2 separate regions of the Rattus norvegicus genome follow, and region 2 is linked to region 1. A link is a contact called in public Hi-C data. All regions are on one chromosome and are shown on one strand. The core of a region is the stretch at or near the end of the contact, and the rest is flanking DNA. Distances in the headings are between cores, read along the strand shown. Region 1 holds the start of Ccng2 (cyclin G2). Region 2 holds the start of Septin11 (septin 11).

Region 1 (4,123 bases), core at 1,215-3,714:
AGAGGTTCCCATGGGGAGACAATGTAATTTGGGGCCAGTATGTTAAAAGGACTGCTGTCTTTTAATATTAAAGAGTTCAATGGACAGTGGTGGAAAGTTAGTCTCCCTTGTGCTGAGCAGTGAATTCACTAGTACAAAACAGCTCACTCTACAGGACTGTTCACATCATGTAAAAATCAGCGTATGTTTTGTATAACTTCTAGTGGGCTAAGAAAAGGATAATTTCTAGATCTTTTCCCCCTTCTGACGAGGTCTCACTCTGTAGCCTGGGCTAAGCTTGAACTCACCGCAATCCCCCTGCTTGCCTCAGTCTTCCAAGTGCTGGGTTTGCAGATGTAAGCCGTTGCACTTGGCTGGCTTTCTTCCCTTTTGTATGTTATTTATAAAAACGTCCCGCCACATCTTTTACACTTCCTCTTTCGAATCACATATTTTCTAGCCCAGGCTCCTTTTATACCTTTGCCCATCGGAAAACAAAGCTCTCCCCAGTCTCCATGTTCATTCAGCTCCTAAACTTCTCTGTGTGTCTTTTCATTTGATTTGGTGGTCGCTTCTTTCTCTCTCTGAACCCTGTTAGCTGAGTTCGTTCCCTGTTGCAAGCAGATGTACGTCTGAACTTTAATCATAGCTCCATTCTCTAAAGGAGTCGCCGGCTGCTGTGTGCGTTTATTAGCATGGACTTTGGCCCAGATGTACGTCACTAAAGTAATAATTTAAATAATGCTTAAAAGATCAACCACACCTTGAATAAAATTGTGTAACCTGTAAATCATTTATAAGTGGTATGCTAATTTTATTTTATGTTCTAAAACCAAGAAGGCCACACCCTTCTGAAACAGGAGTGCTAGCTAGGCCCTTTGGCATTCTTGTCCCCTGTTGCTCTGTGCTCCAAACAGATGTCTGAGTCTCATTCCAGATAATACACAAAGCCATCTATTTGACTAATTCTTCAGCTTGTTAAAGTTGTACTATGTGCCCTCTAAGTAGTTTAGAAGCTCCAAAGTGCCTCACGGAAAACACACATAAGAGTAGAAAACTCACTTCCAAGAGGCTAGCTGTTTAGAATTCATGAAGGTGCAAAGTTACCAATTTGCATGTTTGGTAGGAGGTAGAGATCTGAGAAAACAGAAAGTAAAACAAACAAACGAACGAACAAACAAACCAAAACCAAAACCACCTAGGGACTTTTCCTACCTCCTTACTGATACTCCACTCCGTGTGAAAGTTAGTTCTGCCTAAGGCATCTAGTTGGTTTGGTTTTTGCTCTGCCTTAGGAGAGGTGTCAGCTTAATAACAACGTTAATTATAATAGACAATAAATGATAATTTATGGGCGATCAAGAACCAAGCGGCTGTGGGAGCCTTCATTAAAACCGAAAGCAAACAGTACAACCATAATCTCTAGAAGCACGCTATTATACCTACTAGATATTTATATACCCTCGTCAATCTGCAGTTTTTATAGAAAAGTCCCTCCTTTGAACTTTTTTTATGGAAAAAAATGTCAAGGTCCACAAATGCATTAACAATTCTGTAACTCAGTCTCTACCACCCACGGCTTAACTTCAACAATTCAGCTGTGTAACCAAGTAGTTGAGCCTAGCTTCTTTTTTTTCTTTCCTGAGTCAAGAGTTTTTTGTTTTTTTAAAACAAATATCTCGGTAGGCATTTCAAGAAATGTTGTAGATTGACTGCTTATTGCATCGGTGGTACAACTAAGAAGCTGAGGACGCCCTTCTGCACTCGTGGAAACGCTGTTACAGAGTTATGTGACCCCAGATTTTCGGGGGTGTGACCAGAAGCGACAGTCTTGGGCCTCGCCTACACTTAGCTAGAGCCGATAGGCAACTGTGGACCCCGGCACGTAACCAAGCTCCACAAATGCCACCCACCCAAGCATGCGCAATCTAGACCCCGGAGTTGCTAAGGCCCCCGAAGAAGATAAGAGACTCAGGATATAATGAGAGCCAATCAGAGGACGCAACAGCCAATCGGCCAGCCAATCCAGATTCGAGATTAAATCAAGTCCTCAGCAGTCGGCTTGCCCCACCCCTATCCAATCAGGGAGCAGGCTACTTTGGGCGGACTTTTTAAAACAGCGAAAACAAAACAAATCGGGGACCTTTAAACGGTGTGAGGCGTCTAGAGAAGGTCTCCTTCCGCTCTCCGACCAGCTCTCTCATCTTTGCTCCCTTCCGGCTTCATCCTGAAATGAGGCTGAAATCTAGATTCCATTCCTCACCCTAGATCCTGGCTCGGCAAAGCCAAGAGGAAGAGAAAGGACTAGGAGAGTCTGGGTAATGAGGCTTGGAGCAGGGATTCTTTTTTTTCAGATCCACTGAATGAGGGAGAGAGGATCCCTCCGCGCGGAGTCACGCGCCCCGCCCCTTGGGGGCGTCGCAGACTCAAAACAAAAACAAGGGGTTTGCTCGGCTCGGGAGTCTGCGGCGGAGCGGGGAGGAGGTGGAGGTGCAGGGCGGGCGCAGCGCCCGGCTGAGGAGCAGCATGAAGCCCGGGCTGTGAGACCCGGCGGCGGCGGGGAAGTCGGATGCGGGTGTCGGGGCGCCGCTGAGCAGGCTGTCCCCTACCTCGGAGGAGGGTCCGGACGCCCCCGCCGCGCCGGTCCGCGACGCCGGGGCCGACACGGTGAGTGGGCCTCCCGGGTGGCTCCGGGTTTGGATTGCAGTCTGCTAGGACGGTAGAGTCCCCCAGTCGCATCCGAGGGACTGACAGGGGCTCCGGGATGTTGTGAGGCCACACGGGGGTTGACAGCCCGGGGACTCAGCACCGTTACTGAACCGAAGTATTAGGTTCCTGCTCGGCGCGGGCAGACTGGACTCCCCTTGTCCTCCCAGCACCTCCCAAGCTGGTGGGCCGCTCTGTCTCCACTTGCGGGGCTCCTTTAAGCTGCAGAAGCGTAGGGGACAGCTTGGAGGTGGGCTCCGGGACGGGTCCCGGGGCGGGGCTCCGAAGCCTCCTCCTTCCAGTTCTTTGTTCAGTCTCGAGACTCCCCCTCCCTTCTCTCCTATTGTGCAACGCCCCGCCCCAGAACCCGCTTCGGTGGCTTCAATCTTCCGGTCCCCCCGCTTTTCTCTAGGGCCTAGAGTGCAGGCAGAAGTCCCTGCTGTGCTATCCAGGTGATACGGACAGTAGGAGACATTACGCTCCTTGGACAGTTTTCCTGTTTGTCAAACGCCATCGGCCAGAGGGCTGGTCAGAACTAGCCCTGGCCAGCGGAGGTGACCGAGATCCTTCCCCCATGCCACGCCTCCTTGTCTTTAGGGGAGGATTCCCCAGAGGCTGGTCGACGTGACGGATCCCCTCACCCGGTTCTGGCTTGTGTGAGCTGGGGCGCCCCTAGCTGAGGGATCGCGGCCAAGTCTTTTTTCTCACACCCCCTTCATATCCTGAATATATTCTTAACCGGCCGCGGTGTATTTGCTGCAGATGAAGGATTTGGGGGCCGAGCACTTGGCAGGTGGCGAAGGGGTTCAGCTTTTCGGATTGTTGAACTTCTACCTGGAACAAGAACAGAGATACCAACCTCGAGAAAAAGGGCTGACCTTGATGGAGGCTACCCCAGAGGTAAATTTGAGAAGTGATAGGACTTGGGAATATTTTGTTTTTCCTCGGTTGAAAGCAGTACCAAAGGCCACAAAGTTAAATCCAAAATTGGCCTCCCCGGACTAAGAAAAACCTGAAACTGGGCAGGGTTATGCTTTTGTTTTCAGTGAATGTGGAAGTTATACCAAATGTACTGTTAGAGGCGTTTCTTCTGGTGGTGGGAAGTTCCTAGGGAATATTTATAATAGGATCTTAAATTATTTTAGAAAACAGAAACCTCATCAAAGAACTACTGTAACTGCCTGGAATGAACTGCCAAAGTTCTTCTGTAGTGGATACATTTTAGAAGCAGTGATGTATCTTTTATATCTGAACGTATACTGATAGCTTTAGCTTTAGGAGGTCACAGCATACACGGCAGTGGTGAAAACTGAAGGGAGAGTAGTTTTTGAAACTTCTCTATTCCATTCTAAGAAAATAAGCTTTGATTCTTGGTTTTTAATTTCAGAATGATAACACTTTGTGTTCAAGACTGAGAAATGCCAAAGTTGAAGATTTA
Region 2 (4,215 bases), core at 1,390-3,889, 180 kb before region 1:
GCATTGATCTTACATGAGGAACAATGTTACACATTTATTATATATCTTTTCTAAAATGAAAAATTGAAGTCACTTCTATGCTTGCTAACCCCTTGGGCTTTTTTCACTGCCCTCAGGATCAGGTACTAAATTCTTCCTATGGCAATAGTTGATTGTTCATAGCCTTAGTCTCTAGTTCCACTCAACATTTATAGAATATGTAAACATGAATTCATCATTCAACTTTATTGAGTATCGCAATGTTGCCCAAATTCTTTCCCTGGGAGACGCATTAGCAGCATCTACCCTTCCTCCTAGGGTCCACAAACAAACGGAGGCACCATGCAACCAATGTTCACTCTGGAAACCAATGAGTTCATTGGGCTTCTTAGATCACAGATGAGAAGTTACTTAGTGAGGGGAAGTACTCTCTTCTTAGAGGCCACACTAAAACTGACATCACCCAGCAGGGATGGAGGCTTTCCAATAGTCATATAGATGGATTCCCCCCTTTCCTAGTCTCCTCAGCTTTTACACTGTAGCCCTTCCTGGGGACAAAGTGCAGCTAAGGCAGAGGTATACAGGAAATGTGGTAGTAGGTGGCTGGATACCCAGTGAGGGGCTCCTGAGCCTCACTCCACACTCTGAGCAAGGTAAGGAGTCAGCAGCCACAGCTCATTTGCACCAAGATGGCCGTTGTTTGGCCTGGAGGATAGTTCTGTACAACATGTACAGTGTGGGCTAGACGCCAAAAGGCAAAGAAGCACTCTTGAGTTCATAGTCTATCGATTATTACTATGACAACCTCTTAACAGCCTAGTTCATCTGCAACAATGGCTGGGGTGAAAGTAAGTCACAGTTCCTGCCTGTTGTCATCTGAAGTTATATATATCGCCAGCCTCCCCTTTTAATCTTGAAAGTTTTTAAGCTTGAATAAGAAATTATTCACAACCCTCATTCATATGCACCTGCCCTGATACCCATCCCCCAACCAAAGAGCCAGAAAGCACTGAATTAGAGTCACAGAGGAAAGGAATTCTTGCGCTCCTGCATAGCACTCATTCGAGTGACATCTTACAAACTGAACAGGGTTTTTGCTCACTGTGTAATGGTGTAAATGAAGTCCCCATTCTCAAAAGACAAGTTATCTACAGAACAGAAAGTGACCGGAATAAGGTAGTGCTGTTCAGGTCTGAGCAGGCTTGACGTCAGAGCCCCTCCTCTTTCAACACTCCTCTCTAGCTTCACGGCCAAGGGTGGGATTCACTCTAGGTGGCTTCTAGCTCCTCACTCACCATATCAGAGCAGTCCAGCATCAGGATCAGTTATGGGTGAACCAATGCTACAGAGCCACTTACCCTCAGCCAAAGGCTGGGCAGAGCGTCTGAATCCCGTGGCCAAAAGTGGGACTCCAGAAACTTGGATGTTTGAAGTCTCAGGTCAGACTCTCATGTGCCCCAGTTCCTCCCAGGGCACGTTCATATTACAGCCCTCCCCTTGCCTCTTTCCCTGTGCTTCAACCCACCTGGTTTCCTCAACTCAATCAAGTAGCTATCCTCATGTAATCGTGGGCCTACCATGCGTAGACACCCACAGCGCACGACATCCCTCACTGTTCAGCCTATGTCAGATGCATGCACAAGGACCCGCCATTTCACCTGCCACTCAGATACAGTAATATTCCAACATTTGCTGGAAAAAAAAATCCTTGATGGTGGAGGAGTCCTCCAGGTTTCCTGTGCCGTGAATCGCACCCACTTGTCACCCGCTTTGCGCCTTCGCTGTGCACCACACCCCTCAGCCAGGGTTGAGCTTGCACGCCTCTGGTCCCTGGGTCATCCGGTCTGTCTCGGGGATCCAATGACACGTCTACTAACCTCTCCGTACCAGTAACCTCTCCAGTAACACGGTGGGGAAAAGCTCTGGAGAAAGCTCACAAACGGCCTAAATTCTCCAGCGGGTACTGGATTTTTTTCTTTTTTAATTAACCCCCCGCCGCCCCCGCCTCCAGTAGCCGGTGGTGGGTTCACGACTACGTCCTCAGTCCTCTTTCTCTCAGAAAGCGATTCCCAGTCCGGTCGCACACCACAGCGACGGTTTCCAGCAGCTTGTTTAGTCTCCTTTCTGATGGAAGGCCCAGCAGACCGGCAATTCTTTCCTCGTGGGGTGCGCTCTGCCCTAGTAGGTTACCCACCGAACCTTCTAAGCGGACTCCTCTGGATGGGGAGTGTCACCAGGATAACTTTCCAGAGGTGCAGACTCTGCACCCTGTGGTCCCCTAGCCTGCCTGCCCCACCCCATAGCAGCTCCAGGTGCCGGCTCCGCGCAGCGCGTGGCAGCTCGGGGTTGGGACCTCCGCGCCTAGGCTTTTACGCGGACTCCAGCACGTGTTGCAGGAGGGGGAGAGTCGGGCAGCGTCTGGGCACAGGACACTTTAGTGGGGCGGAAGAAAGCCACAGGAGGGAAAGTGTCTGACTTCACAGATTATCAACCTATCAGCTCACCAGGATCATGGTTCACCCGCCGCGTTCCTCCGCTCCGCTGGGGTCAGGTCTCTCTCTGCACCCCCGTTCCGGGGCAGGTAATGGTTGAGTCCAGGCGGGAGGCCATGTTGCTGGAATAAAGCGGGCGGGGCGGCGCGGGCGAGCAGATGCGGCTGGAGGCGCGCGGGAGCCGGGCGCGAGCAGGGCGCAGCCGCGAGGGAGGCGCGGGGGAGGCCAGCGGGAGCCGGAGCACCAGCAGCAGCCAGTGTCGGTGAAGAGCAGCCGGGCGCAGCCAGAGCCACAGTCGCGATGGCCGTGGCGGTGGGGAGACCGAGTGTAAGTCGTGGGCCCTCGCACGCTGATCCCAGGGCGTCGGGTGGGCTCTGTTTCGGGGCGCGTGCTGGTGGAGACTTGCGGGGACCAGGAGGGGGGCTCTGGGTGGTGGCTGATGGGGCTGTGGGTGTGTGCATGAATTTGGGCGCGCGTCTGGGGCGGAGGGGAGCTTGGGGAGCCCACAGGCTGAGAGCCTACCTGATGCAACATTAGATTGCCTTGGCGCGCCCCTGTTTCAGGGATGTGGGAGGAAAAGGACCCTTCCGTGAGGCGCCCTTAGAAGGGGTTTGCCTGAGCTGCTGCTTTCCCCAGCTAACCTCTCTTCCCGGCGCACAACGCTTAGCTGGTGACAGTGGAGGAAGGCGCTGACTGAGGAGGGTTTCCTCGCGGTTCTCCCGCGCCCTGGGGGCGATCGGGGCATGAGAATTGGGAGCTGAAGCGCTGTGTCACAGGGCTGTAGAAGCGGGTCAAAGGGGTGGGATTTCCGTGGTGGCTTACCCCCCGGTGCATTGTGAAATTCCGGACACCCTCAGGCGCCCACCCGGGTGACCGGGCCCTGCCCAGGATGTGGACAAAGCCCTAGGCACACACACAAAGTTTTCAAAGGGCTCCCTTTGGGGGTGGGTGGAAGTCCTGAAATACTCTGCGACTGGCAGGCCGGGGGCGGCAGTGCTGAATGCGGGGCTCCGGGAAGAGGAAGGGAGGGTGGGTGCCTGGAGGAGTGCCCCAGCACCCGAAGTCAGGGAGGGGATGCTCCTCTCCGGACTCTGGGCGGGGGTACGCGCCACGGGCTGTGCATCTGCGGGTATAGACTCCGGGTTTCCAACTCCGGAGCCAGCCAGAGCGAGTGGGACTTTGAGGATGTAGTTTAGGGTCTGCTCCCCAACCTCGGGTGAAAAGGAGGGAAGGGGCGGTGGCGGCGGCACCCGCCTTTCCTTTTTACTGAAAGGAGCCAAGCCCAGTGGGAAAGGCGGAGTCCTCTTCTCTCTGGTTTTCTTTGTCAACGTTCATAGCCCACTTTGCCTGGTCTGCCCTTGGGGCGACTTCGGTGGAGGTCTTTCCTGGCTAGTACCTCATCATCTTCTTTTTTTTTTTTTTAATTTTCCTTTTCAAACTTTACAGCTAGCTTCAGGTGGTGGCCTAATATTTTGCAGCTATAGAGAAAATCTTAGATATTGAAAGTTGCCAAACCCCAGATGCTGAGTTTCTTGGCTCCCCCACCCCCTTACACCTCTTCACACACCACCACCTTCTGCACCCCTGAGGAGTCTTAGCCCAGCAGGAAGTTCATGGGGTCACTCTTTGCAACATCTGTAGTTGCCTTTTCTGCTGCAGTTTGAGGCGCTTTGAAAGACTTTACCCTACAATCAGAACATGTTCACTGGGCATTATCAAGTGTTACTGTGAGTCTTTTTAGGCC

The links. A called contact is a pair of places that touch in the nucleus more often than the background predicts.
Region 2: a Hi-C map of liver shows a contact between it and region 1, with 1.8 times the contacts expected there. The contact joins the promoter of Septin11 here to the promoter of Ccng2 in region 1. A contact is called at or near these places in 2 of 12 Hi-C or Micro-C datasets (Schwann cells and liver) and 1 of 1 datasets of contacts at active chromatin or transcription factors (oligodendrocytes).

The regions. Positions count from the first base shown.
Region 1 is chr14:15,095,531-15,099,653 of GRCr8, reverse strand. It overlaps Ccng2 (cyclin G2), which reads left to right and starts at 2,464. Exons shown (of 8, transcript NM_001105725.2): 1 at 2,464-2,646; 2 at 3,448-3,585; 3 at 4,073-4,123. The coding sequence starts at 3,448.
Region 2 is chr14:15,273,624-15,277,838 of GRCr8, reverse strand. It overlaps Septin11 (septin 11), which reads left to right and starts at 2,639. Exons shown (of 11, transcript NM_001107208.3): 1 at 2,639-2,798. The coding sequence starts at 2,772.